Regions from separate parts of the Mus musculus genome. Here region 1 is linked to region 2. The links are chromatin contacts, called in public Hi-C maps. All regions are on one chromosome and are shown on one strand. Each heading gives the region's core, a stretch centred on a gene start, on an enhancer-like site or on the middle of the called end of the contact. The rest is flanking DNA. Distances are from core to core; before and after follow the strand shown.

Region 1 (6,270 bases), core at 275-2,774, 82 kb after region 2:
GCTCTGCAGCATAATTTTAAATCAGGTGTTATAATGCCTCTAGCATTACTCTCATAATTGCTTCCATATGATTTTAGGATTGCTTTGTTGTTGTGTCCTATCTACGTGAAGTAAAAATTGGAATATTGATGAGGAGTCCATCGAATCGATGGGCTACATTTAGTAATATAATTATTTTGACAATATTAATTGTTGCATGTAATATTAAAAATCAGTCCATGCTATTGCGGGCTACTCTCCGGCCCTGGCAGTCTCGCTGCCTCCAAAGCTCAACTTCTCACAGTCCCAGTCATTTAACCCCTGCGGCTGGCTGCTGTCAAACCTATAAGCAATCTCAAATTTCCACTGCTAGCTGGGGATGCACTCTCGCAAACCCATGCTCTGCCAGGGTTACCTTCCCCTAGAGCTCAGTTTAATGGCTGCGAAATGGAAAACCCCAGACAATCTTAGTATAACAGTCACTGGGCTCGGAATCTAGCATCCTAACTTCCCCAGCTGTTCCATGTTAGAAATCTTCCGGTGACGGATCCTGGTGGATTAACCACCTGAACTAACAGCCCCTGGCCTACGTCTTGTCTGCTTCCCTCCCACCATCCAAAAGCGAGTGATAAATGCTTTTAAAAATGTTCTATACCTTAGAATTCTATCATGAAAAACATAAAGGAGAAATCATGTATGATTCTGTACAATATCACACACACAATGTGTGTGTGTGTAAATATGTAGTTCAGGTGAGTGTGTCTATGTGTGTCCAGGAGGGAGAAAGCAACATTCTTTAAGGCTTCGCCCTCTGCTCTGTACTCGCCAAGGCCCTTAACTGGATGTGACTGTTTTAGTTTTTTTTTGTTTTTTTGGTTTTTCGAGACAGGGTTTCTCTGTGTAGCTCTGGCTGTCCTGGAACTCACTCTGTAGACCAGGCTGGCCTCGAACTCAGAAATCCGCCTGCCTCTGCCTCCCAAGTGCTGGGATTAAAGGCGTGTGCCACCACTGCCCAGCTTTGGTGTGACTGTTATGGATCTGATAAAACCTTTGTTTTCTACACCCTTTCACCAAAATGGTTACTATTGCTGTGATGAAACACTGCGGCCAAAAGCAAGTTGGCAGTAAAGGCTTTATTTCTCTCACAGTTCACATTAACAGTTTATCATCAAAAGTAGTGAGGGCAGGAACTCAAGCAGGGCAGGAACCTTGAAGCAGGAGCTGATGTAGAGACCGTAGAGGGATGCTGCTCACTGGCTTGCTGCTCCTCATGGTTTGCTCAGCCTGCTTCCTAATAGGAACGACCAGCCCAGGGATGGCACCACCCACAGTGGGCTGGGCCCTGCCCCATCAATCATTAATGAAGAAAATGCCCTGCCAGTGTGTGAACATTCTCATCTTCTGAAGGCATCTTCTCAGTTGAGGTTCCTCCTCTCAGATGACTGACTGTAGCTTGTATCAAGTGGACATAAAACCAGCCAGGCAGAGACTTAATCTTGTAGCCTTACTTCCTGCAATAGCTCCCCTGTTTTGTTTCAAGGTCAACATTGCTGATCTTTCAAGTTTCATTTCTCACTCACTGTGTCTCGCTTTCTCATCGCACATTATTCTTAGGCTGAGAATGAAATGGCTCAGAATTTTAACTTGGTATTTCAGCTGTCCTTTCTAAGAAATAAGGATACTATCTAAATAAAATGTAGAAGACAATCACTATTGTACATACAGAATCCCAGGGAAAATCTGTGAGTATGAGTATTAGAAAAAAAGCAATTCTGTGTTCTTCATCATTTTACATTTGAACATGGCCACGACTGAGAAGTGATTATTAAAGTGAAATAATATAAAATATTTTTCAAAATGAAAGCATTTATTTTTACTTTATTTTACTCAGCACCTGTAATCCCAGCTCTGGATTGCCAAGGCAGGTGGATTTTGAAATCCAGGCCAGCTTGAGCTACACGAGGAGATTAAAGCCAGTGTAGGATGCGTGTCAGTACTGTCTCAGAAGTGTACACACACACACACACACACACACACACAGAGAATTATCACATTGCTTCATATTAGGTTTCTTGAAATATATTGTAATGTCATGAGATCATTGCTTTATTTAGTTTTTAATCTTGACTTATTTATAAATCCTGTAGCCTAGATTGTCCTTGAGTTTTCTCTGTAAGAAAAGGAATCTGTGGTCTTAATTTCCTGAGGCTTTGCCTCAGTGCTGGGATTACAGGCATGGCGCACCATGCCTGAATAGCTTTCTGGGGAGAGTTTTTACATCTTGATTTCCAAATGAACTGAATTGAGATTCTGAAAAACTGTAAAAGCTTTCAGAGCTTCTTTAGCACACGGTGACAGATGCACAGCAGGCCCATATGCTGTGGGTCTATTATTATAGTTCAATCATTATTTTTGCTTTAGAGAAGGGCTATGGCTGAGTTCCAAGAGAGTGAAACTGGTGAATATGGATATTCACATTGTTTTCAACAGGAAGAGCTCTCTCTCTCTCAGCTGCCTCTGTGTTTCATACATAACATTGCATCTCCTAGATGAAGAAGCTACAATTCTGGATGTTACTGTGAAATTTAAATGGGTATCTGAATCAGATGGAAGGACACTCTGATTTTTTTCTCCCACATATGGACTTGATGCCATAGGCACACTAATTCTTCCATCTCCTCACGACTGCTCCTTTACGCCTCCGTGCTTCTGTCAGCGCCAGTCCCTCCACCTGCCCTGACCCTCCACCTGCCTGACCCTCCACCTGCCTGACCCTCCACCTGCCTGACCCTCCACCTGCCTGTCCCTCCACCTGCCTGTCCCTCCACCTGCCTGACCCTCCACCTGCCTGACCCTCCACCTGCCTGACCCTCCACCTGCCTGTCCCTCCACCTGCCTGACCCTCCACCTGCCTGACCCTCCACCTGCCTGACCCTCCACCTGCCTGACCCTCCACCTGCCTGACCCTCCACCTGCCTGTCCCTCTACCTGCCTGACCCTCCACCTGCCTGACCCTCCACCTGCCTGACCCTCCACCTGCCTGACCCTCCACCTGCCTGACCCTCCACCTGCCTGACCCTCCACCTGCCTGTCCCTCTACCTGCCTGTCCCTCTACCTGCCTGACCCTCCACCTGCCTGACCCTCCACCTGCCTGACCCTCCACCTGCCTGACCCTCCACCTGCCTGTCCCTCTACCTGCCTGTCCCTCTACCTGCCTGACCCTCCACCTGCCTGACCCTCCACCTGCCTGTCCCTCCACCTGCCTGTCCCTCCACCTGCCTGTCCCTCCACCTGCCTATCCCTCCACCTGCCTGACCCTCCACCTGCCTAACCCTCCACCTGCCTGACCCTCCACTTGCTGTACACTCCCTTCTTTATTTTTCCTTTCAAAATTTGCATGCAAAATTCTTTCCTCTAGAAAGCCCTCATCATTGCCTCCATCTTTGTTTTACCTTAATACAGACAGGAGATTTAATGCTGTGAGTTGTGTTGCTGTTAGTTGCCAGCACCCATTCGGTGCTAAGATTAACTGCCCCATCTAATTGTCATAGCTGCTCTTTAAGATTAACTGCCCCATCTAATTGTCACAGCTGCTCTGTGACTTCCATTTCACAGACAGGGCAACAGAACAAATGGACTTTCTCATTTACCACATGCATTTCTTAAGGCAAACTCTTAGGTTTAGCTGTGCTAAAATTTGAACATTTTAAAAGTTAGTGTGTATGTATCGAGACAGGATCTCACTGTGTTGCCCAGGCTGGCCTTAGTTCACTATGTAACACAGGCTGTAGGCAGGCCTCAAAGTCATGATGATCCTTCTGCCTCAGCCTTCCAAGGGCTGGACTTACAGGCATGTACAGGACACCCAGCAGCTTTGCTTGGGATAGTATAGTCTTTTCCCTCCCCTCCTCTCCCCTCCCCCCTCTCTCATTGTTCTCATATGTTAAAACACAACTTTAAACTCCTCAGACTACTTTATTCAGGTATGGTGTGCATGAAATTAAAAAAAAAAAGTACCCATTTAAAAGAACAGTTTGTAGTTTTGTAGTGTAGACACCCATGAAATTTGCACCACAGTGTAAACAGTTTTCCCAGTAGCCCTTTAAAATTCATGCATGCCTTTTCCCTTCATCCCTCTTCTTGCCCACTTTCCCCCAGATAACAGCTGATCTGGGCTCTGTCTCAACACTTCTGCCTGTTCTCATTTCATACAGTTAGAGTATATACACTAGTCTGACTTCTTTGCTTGGCATACGTTTTACAGTGTTCCTTTTTATGGCTGGATACTGTTGCGTGTATGTGACTATGGTACAGTTCAGTTATTTGCTCACTTGTTAACAGGCATTTGGCTTGTTTCATGTTTGTGCCTGTTGTAAGTGAAGCTGTTACAGAAATGAAATCTATGTTGCAGGTCTTTGGCTGGCTACATTTCCATCTCTCTTGGGCCTACAATGGAGGAGTGTTTTATTTAGTTCTTGTTCATTATCATCAATACTTACATTGTCATTTAAAAGTATTTTAGCTATCCTTGTCATTCTTCAGTAGTGTGTTATGTGGCTTTTCTACACATCTCTTTGATGGCTAGTGGAACTGACCATCTTGCTTAAACTGGTCATATGTATCCTTTTTTCCTTCTTTCTTTTTATTTTGTTTTGATTTTTTTTTTTTTTTTTTGATTTTTCGAGACAGGGTTTCTCTGTGTAGTCCTGGCTGTCCTGGAACTCACTCTATAGACCAGGCAGGCCTCGAACTCAGAAATCCACCTGCCTCTGCCTCCCAAGTGCTGGGATTAAAGGTGTGCACCACCACGCCCGGCTCCTTCTTTCTTTTTAAAGGCAGTACCTTATATTGTAGCCTTTGATGGTTTTGCACTCACAGCAGTCCTGCCTTAACCTTCTGAGTGGGGGAATTATAGATGTGATCTATAAATCTGGCTCTAGAATCTTTAATCTGCTTTCAAATTATTGCTTCTTCTCATCTTGTTTTTTTTAAACCAATTTTCTATTGACTTAAAAATTATTTCTTGAGATTTTATGCATATGGATGTTTTGACTGCATGTATGTCTGTGTAGCACATGCATCTAGTACTCTAGAGCAGGGAGGCCGGAAGAGGGTGTTATTCTTTACAACTGGAGTTACAGATAGTTGTGAGCCACCATGTGGTTGCTAGGAACCGGACCTAGGACCTCTGAAAGAGCAGTCAGTGCTCCTAACTTCATTTCTCCAGTGCCTCCCTCTCCCACTGACCTAAGAATTTATACGCAACTGTTATTTTTCTGAGCCATGTTTTATGTAGAGCAGTCTGATGTCAGACTCCTCAGAAACTGCGGATAATTTTGAACTTCTGGTTTCCTTCCTTTCCCTCCTAAGTGGTGGGATTCCAGGTGTCACGCCTGGTGATGGGGCTTTGTGCACACTACGCATGCTTGCAAGCACTCTGCCATCTCTGTTCCTAAAACTATGATTTTGAGCAAGAGTTTAATTTTTATGATGTCTGGCACATGAAGTTCAGGTACTCCACCCTCAGTTTATATTTTTGGTCTCCTGAGAAGTTTTTTTTTTTGTTTGTTTTGTTGTTGTTTTTGTTTTTACCATTCTCCAGCAGAGACTTATGCTAGCTGGTTCTGGGTATAAGTGCTGCTTATGTTAAGGACGAGTTAGAGAGAACTTTGAGCTGGTCCGTAGGGGTCTTCTTTAGCTGTGCTGTCAATGGTTTCAGAACTATGGCTTACGAAGCTGTGGCTTGCTGTGTGATTTTAACTATTATATGTACAAGTGCTTTGCCAAAAATGCTTGTAAATTACTGTAGTGACCAAAGAGGTCAGGAGAGGGCATCAGATTCCCTGGAACTGGAGTTACAGAGAGTTGGGAGCCACTGTGTGTGTGTGTGTGTGTGTGTGTGTGTGTGTGTGTTGGAAATCAAATCCAGGTCCTGGAGAGTAACAGCCAGTGTTGTCGTTTTTTGTTTTTTTGTTTACCTTATTCTGAGATAGTCACACTATGTGGCCCTGAACTTGCTGTGAAGACTAGGCTGGCTCTGTACTATAAGGGATCCACCTGTTTCTGCCTCTCAGGGGCTGACTTAAAGGCATATGTCATCCCATCTCACTAGCTTGCTAATTTTAAAGAAGATCTGTGGTTTGGGGCTGAAGTAACTCAAGTTGTGTATCAGAATACAGCATTTAAATGTAAAATCTGGGATTTGGGGTATAGCTCAATGGTGGAAACTTTCTATTACTGACCGTTTCTCAGAAGAGAAACTTTGCTTGGGCAGTTTGAACAACAGGCGG
Region 2 (6,575 bases), core at 3,015-5,514:
CAGCTGACTTAGCTAAGAGAAGTGCTCCGTTAGCTTCCTGAACATGAGCAAGAAGTCTGTGCTGGTCAGTATTGCGTTAGCTTGACACAGCTAGGGCAATCTGGGAAGAGAGAAAAATGCCTCCATCTGATTGGCCGGTGAGCAAGTCTGTGGGGGAGCATTCTCTTCACCAATGATCCATGTGGAATAGTCCAGACCACTCCTGGGTTGATAGTTCTGGGATGAATAAAAATAAATAAATAAGCTCAGCAACCAGGAGCAAGTTTCTAAACTGCGTTCCTCCATTACCTCTGAGTCCTGCCTGGATTTCCCTTCCTGGTGGATTATAACTTGGGTTAACCCTTTCCTCTCCCAGGTTACTCTTGGCCGTGATATTTATCACAGCAATAGAGAGCAAACGAGGAGCCTCTGGTGGGAGCCTCGGGTTTGAGAGTTCAGTCCATGCTCAGCTTGGTCTGTTGTTTTTAAGTCCGTGACAAGGCAAAAGCATCATGGGAGAAAGCTGTGACAGAAGAAAATGGTCCCCATTATGGCTGCACAATGTGAAGGAGTCTAGAACATTCTTTTAGGAGTAATTAACTCTATTTTCTTATTTTTATAGTTATCTTATTTATATAGTAATACAAAGCAAAGTTGCATGCAGAATTCATTCAGATCATTTAATAGCTTCAGTTTTAGTCCTTTTATATGCGTTTGGAGATTTATGTAAAGAGAAGTTATTAATATGTGGTCAGAGCAATTACTGTACTCCAGGAGGGCTGTGAAACACACATGCAGACAGACAGACAGACAGACAGACACACACACACACACACACACACACACACACTCAAGAAATAGAGTTTTCCTCAAGCTGCAGAACAAGAAGACACTAAACAGTTGATCCTTAGAGTTGGATGGATTCTGGTACAAAACATTTCTCGAGCAGCTGGAGAGATGGCTCAGTGGTTAAGAGCATTGACTGCTTTTCCAGAGGTCCTGAGTTCAATTCCCAGCAACCACATGGTGGCTCACAACCACCTGTAGTGGGATCCGATGCCCTCTTCTGGTGTGTCTGAAGACAGCTACAGTGTACTCATATACATAAAATAAAACTTTAAAGACAAACAAACAAAAATGTTTCTTGAAGGGGAGGAAAAGTAGCAGTTTGGACCGTCCATTCTTCTCTTTCTTCTTCCTCCGCCCTGGCTGCTGGCTGTGATGTTAGTGTTGCCTCTCTATACTTTCTTAACACCAATTCTGCCTTTATTTCTTTTTTATTTTTTACTTTTTCTTTCCTTTTCTCTTCTTTCTTTTTCTCTCTCTTTCTTCCTTTCTTCCTTCCTTCCTTCCTCCCTCCCTTCCTTTTCTTTCTCCCTCTCTTTCTTTCTCCCTCTCTTTCTTTCTCCCTCTCTTTCTCCCTCTCTTTCTTTCTCCCTCTCTTTCTTTCTCCCTCTCTTTCTTTCTCCCTCTCTTTCTCCCTCTCTTTCTTTCTCCCTCTCTTTCTTTCTCCCTCTCTTTCTTTCTCCCTCTCTTTCTTTCTCCCTCTCTTTCTTTCTCCCTCTCTTTCTTTCTTTCTTTCTTTCTTTCTTTCTTTCTTTCTTTCTTCCTTTCTTTCTTTCTCTTTATTTCTCTGTATAGCCCTGGCTGACCTGGAACTCTATCGGTAGACCAGGCTGGCCTCCATTTCATAGCGATCTATCTGCTTACCTGTCTCTGGAATGCTGGGGCTCAAGACTTTTGCCACCATGTTGGGCGAGTGCCACCTTCCTATGAGTGGGAGTGGGAGTGAAGAGTTCTGTGGAGGCCTCATGAGAGGCAGTGAAAAGTTTAAAGCTGACTGTGTGGGTTGCATCTCCTTCCTGTGTGCATACTGAACACCTTTCGGAAGGTTCTGTGGGGATTGTCTGTCATCTGTTTTCAGTTATCACCACATGAAGCCAAGGCGCGGAAAGTGATCTCCCTCCATTTCACAGGGAAACATTTCTACATCTCTTGCCTTGGCTATTCTGCACGTTCCAACAACCGCATGACCGTCATGCAAGATGGACCCCAGTTCAGAGTCTACCTTTCCCTGACTTTCTTAATCAGTTGCAAGTTCTCACCAGGTGTTGTTTTTTACTGTCCAATGTCCAAGGCTCAAAACGACCTTCTGGGGCCCTAGGATGTTCTCAGAAGCTTCTAGAAGCAGTAGATAGTGCTCCTGACCCGGAAGTCTTACACCAAGCTGGGTCGGGACCCTCATGCCAGGGCTTCACTTTCTGGGCCACTCATCTTCTCTGTGGCAAGGAACAGCATGACATGGCGGCACTCTGGTCCTGGGAGGAGGTGTGCATAGCAGGGGGTGGATGAGGACTTGGAGGTCACCCTCAAATACATAGGGAATTTGACAGCAGCCTGAGTTAGAAAACCTTCTCCCAGGGCTGGAGGAGGCTGGAACAGCTGTCTTTTCGGCCACTTTTATCTGCACGTTAGCAGAAGATCCTCCTCTAGGCAAGGGTGGGCTGGTCCTGCAGTGTGATTTTATCATTACCGTTATTTACACCGTTGAGAATCGAAGCAAGTGTTTTCACACTAGGCAAGTTCTCCACCACTGAGTCATAGCCCCAGTCCCTACACTACAGGGTTCTGTTTGGTTTGAAAGATAGGGTTTTCTGGTTGGCTCAGCAGTTAAGAGCACTGACTACTCTTCTAGAGGACCTGAGTTCAATTCCCAGCACCCACATGGTGGCTCACAACCATCTATAATGAGATCTGATGCCCTCTTCTGGTGTGGCTGAGGACAGCTATAGTGTACTCATACACACAAAACAAACAAATAATTCTTTAAAAAAAAAAAAAAAAAAGGACAGGGTTTTCTAACTCAGACTGGCCTCAAAGTCACTGTATGCTTGTGGGTGACCTTGAAGTCCTGGTCCTCTGACTGCCACCTCCCAAGTGCTGGGATTGTGTCTCCACTCTCAGGTTATATACTGCTGGGGTGCAACCCAGGGCCTTACGCATTGCTAAGCAAGTGCTCTACCAGCTGAGCTACGTGCCCAGCCCCCTACCTATCACACATTTCCAATTGGTTGGGTTTTTTTTTCTTTTTGTTTTTGTTTTTGTTTTTGTTTTTGTTTTTTTCAAGACAGGGTTTCTCTGTGTAGCCCTGGCTGTCCTGGAGCTCACTCTGTAGACCAGGCTGGCCTCGAACTCAGAAATTCACCTGCCTCCCGAGTGCTGGGATTAAAGGAGACAGAATCTAGCTTTGTAGCCCTGGCTGGCCTGGGACTTACTATGTACACCAGGCTGGCCCTGAGTCTGGAACTTCGCAGTGAATGCCAACAGAATAGACTCCAACAGAGCTTCTCTAGTTTAGTCCAAGGTCCAAAGAGGGTTTTCACGGGTCAGAGAAAGTAGAGAATTTCTCTCCTCCCTGCCCCCCCCCCACACCCGCCCCTGCAGCACCAACCCTCAAACAATGTTGTGATGGCAAAGTCAGCCAAGCTAGTGACTAAAACTCCAAGGAACTATTTATTATGACACACAGAGGTTGTGGTCCCAGGAGTGCATAGGAATCCTTATTGCTACACACACACACACACACACACACACAATGTGATTTTAGATGAATTATTTGATATCTTTGAGTGTTTTGTTTACCATGTGCACCTCATGTGTGTGACTGATATCTGAGGTGGTCAGTAAGGTACACCCTGGAATTAACCAATAGATGGAGCTGGGTGGTGCTGGCAAGACTTTAATCCCAGCACTCAGGAGGCAGGGCAGGTGGATCCCTGAGTTCAAGGTCAGGCTGGTCTAGAGAGTGAGTTCTAGGACAGCCAGGGCTACACAGAGAATCAATCTTTCTCTTTCTCTCCTTTCTCTTTTTTTTTCTCTCTCTCTGATACAGAGAGACAGACAGACATACAGAGACAGAGAGCACTGAAGAGAGAACGCTGGGTGAGTAGGGAGGGGAAGGAGAATCTGGGAAGAGGTGAACAAGAGGAAAAAAAATAACCAAAATATACTGTATAAAATTCTCAACAGACAAACAAAAACATTAGTGGGGATGGGAGAACACCAGCCCAGGGTAGCCTCGAACTCATGACTTCCCTGCTTTAGCATACTGAGTGCTCGGAGTATCAGCATGTGCCACCACATTCGGCTCTCTTGAGGGATCTTTACACCTTTTAAAATGTCTTTTAAAAATACTTATTTATTTTGGTGTGTGTGTGTGTGTGTGAATGCCTAGTGTATTTCATGTGCCACATTCATGCAGTGCCCAAGGAGGCCAGAAGAGGGCATCCAATCTCTGGGAACTGAGCTGCTATAAGGCGTTCCAGAAACCAAAGTTGGGTCTTGAAACGGTAGCAAGTGCAACTGCTGAGCCATCTCTTCCTACCAAAGATACAAGCGCGTAGGAAGTCCCTGAGAGAGGAGGTAGATTTTGTGTCAAGGGAGGGTGGTGGTAAATGGCACACCAGCTGTGAACCAGAGGACGCTCACTAAGCCCACAACTTATTTCCTGCTGAGAATTTCTTCATTGGTGAGCAGCTGGAGACAGCGGGATGGTATCCCGCCTTGCCTTGTTCTGCTCATTCTAAAGTCTAGTAACCATAAATAAAACTGTTACTTGAGTTAAATAAAAACATCTCTTGGGGCCATCAGAAATTTCTTAAATTGAGTTTTTCAGTTTTAGAAACTGGTTTTGCGATCAATAGAAAGGGTTTGAATACCTTTCGGTTACTGGGCTAGACCCTGAGTCTCAGGGACTGATGCCCACGTGACTAGCTGGAGCTCTCAGTAAGGGTGGGGAATGTCAGAGGAAGTGAGGTTGCCCAGATGGGAAGACCACTTTAAAGATGCTCTATCTTCTGCTACATCAGCGGTTCTCAGCCTTCCTAACGTCATGACCCTTTAATACAGTTCCTCCAACCATGAAATTATTTTTGTTGCTACTTTATAACTGTAATTTTGCTACCATTATAAATCATAATGTAAACACGACCCCTGTAAAGGGTCATTTGACCCCCAAAAGGGTTTCAACCCATAGGTTGAGAACCACTGTTCTAGATGAAAGGGAGATAGTTGAAGTCTTTAAATGGGGATAAAATGTACCCGATGTGTGTTTTTCGAGGCTAGCCTGGTCTACAAAGCAAGTTCTAGGGCAGCTGGGGCTATAAAAAACAAAAACAAAAACAAACAAACAAAAACCCTTGTCTCAAAAAGCTAAAAAGCGCCGGGCGTGGTGGCGCACGCCTTTAATCCCAGCACTCAGGAGGCAGAGGCAGGCGGATTTCTGAGTTCGAGGCCAGCTTGGTCTACAAAGTGAGTGCCAGGACAGCCAGGGCTACACACAGAGAAACCCTGTCTCGAAAAACCAAAAAAAAAAAAAAAAAAAAAAAAAAAAAAAAAAAAAAAAAAAAAAAAAAAACCAAAAACAAAAAAAGCTAAAAAGCTATCCCCACCTCCACCTCCCAACCCCCTTCCAAAACGAAAGTCTCTCCATGAATGAAACAGCAAGGCAGAGCCCTTGAGACCCCACAAAAAGATGAGTGCCGAAGAAGAAAAGGAAGCGGATGATGCTCCCCCGCCCCTCTCTTTGTGTGTGTCTATTTAAGCATCTTCAAGGATGTTCAGCACCATCCAATAAAGGGAATTTTTGCTAATTATTGAGGCTGCCGCGGAAGGTCTGCCACCTAGTGGACAGTCGTGGAGAAAACTATGTATGTTTTGTTGAAGGGCCAGAAACATTGGTACCAAATTACGCCGTCCGAATCTTCTCAGTATCTTTGTTATTAGCATATTGTCACCGTATTCAGCTTTTAAGGGTCAGGGAGATGGCTCCGTGGGTAAAAAGTGCTGGCTCACACGCCCAAAAACCTGACCCCTGGACCTCACTTTAAGAGCAAGGCAGGATGCGATATACCTGCAATCCCATCTCTTCTAGGACAAGACAGGAGGTGGGAGGTGGAGTCCGAAGAACCACCCGCAAGCTCCCTGGCTATCCTGAAATACACAGCACAGCAACAGAAACAGGAGAGACCAGCCTCAAAACAAAAGGGACGACAAACAGTTCCTCAAACATGCCCTCTGACCAAGTCCCCGTGTGCACCGTGGCACGCATGCGCCCACACTCTCAGCCATGCATGCACACACTAAATACATAAATACATAAACACAGGGTAGGGGTGTAGGTCAGTTGGTAGAATGCTCGCTGAGCATGCTTGAAGCCTTGGGCTCAATACCCAGCAGCCCTAAAACAGAGTCCATGTCAGTGTATACCGGTAAACGCACCCCTGGGGAGGTAGAGGCAGCATGATCAGATTTTTAAGGTCATCTTTGCTTACATAATGAGTTTGAGGCCAGCTGGTGATACGTGGGAGCCTTCCCTGAGTCTCTCCTCTCTCTACCCTTCCCCTCCCCCTCCTTCTCTTCTTCTTCCTTTACCTCTACACTCCTCTACTTCCTTCAGTTGGTTATTGTTTTAAGACAGAATCTCACTACGTAGCCTCAACTGGTCTAGAACTTACTACATAGACTAGACTGCCTTCAAACTCACAGAGATCCACCTGCCTCTGGTTCCCAAGCGCGAGGATTAAGGGCATGAGCCA

The links. A called contact is a pair of places that touch in the nucleus more often than the background predicts.
Region 1: a Hi-C map of bone marrow-derived macrophages shows a contact between it and region 2, with 55 read pairs. The contact joins two enhancer-like sites. A contact is called at or near these places in 4 of 39 promoter capture datasets (the HPC-7 cell line, HPC-7-derived erythroid cells, cranial neural crest and 1 more), 2 of 15 datasets of contacts at CTCF or cohesin (the G1E-ER4 cell line and large pre-B cells), 34 of 484 Hi-C or Micro-C datasets (the 63-12 cell line, B cells, CD8 T cells and 20 more), 8 of 115 datasets of contacts at active chromatin or transcription factors (CD8 T cells, the HPC-7 cell line, bone marrow-derived macrophages and 4 more) and 1 of 9 other capture datasets (embryonic stem cells).

Annotation. Positions count from the first base shown.
Region 1 is chr10:111,187,912-111,194,181 of GRCm38.p6, forward strand. The region is part of intron 1 of Osbpl8 (oxysterol binding protein-like 8); the gene reads left to right. Among named protein-coding and RNA genes, the nearest start is that of Gm51266, 5.4 kb to the left of the region's middle. Within about 2 kb of position 1,525, at least 36 of the 459 cell types and tissues checked have an H3K27ac peak or open chromatin away from gene starts, as enhancers often do. A contact at or near this core is called in bone marrow-derived macrophages, where this site is marked.
Region 2 is chr10:111,103,302-111,109,876 of GRCm38.p6, forward strand. No RefSeq gene overlaps it. Among named protein-coding and RNA genes, the nearest start is that of Gm29916, 23 kb to the left of the region's middle. Within about 2 kb of position 4,265, at least 61 of the 459 cell types and tissues checked have an H3K27ac peak or open chromatin away from gene starts, as enhancers often do. A contact at or near this core is called in bone marrow-derived macrophages, where this site is marked.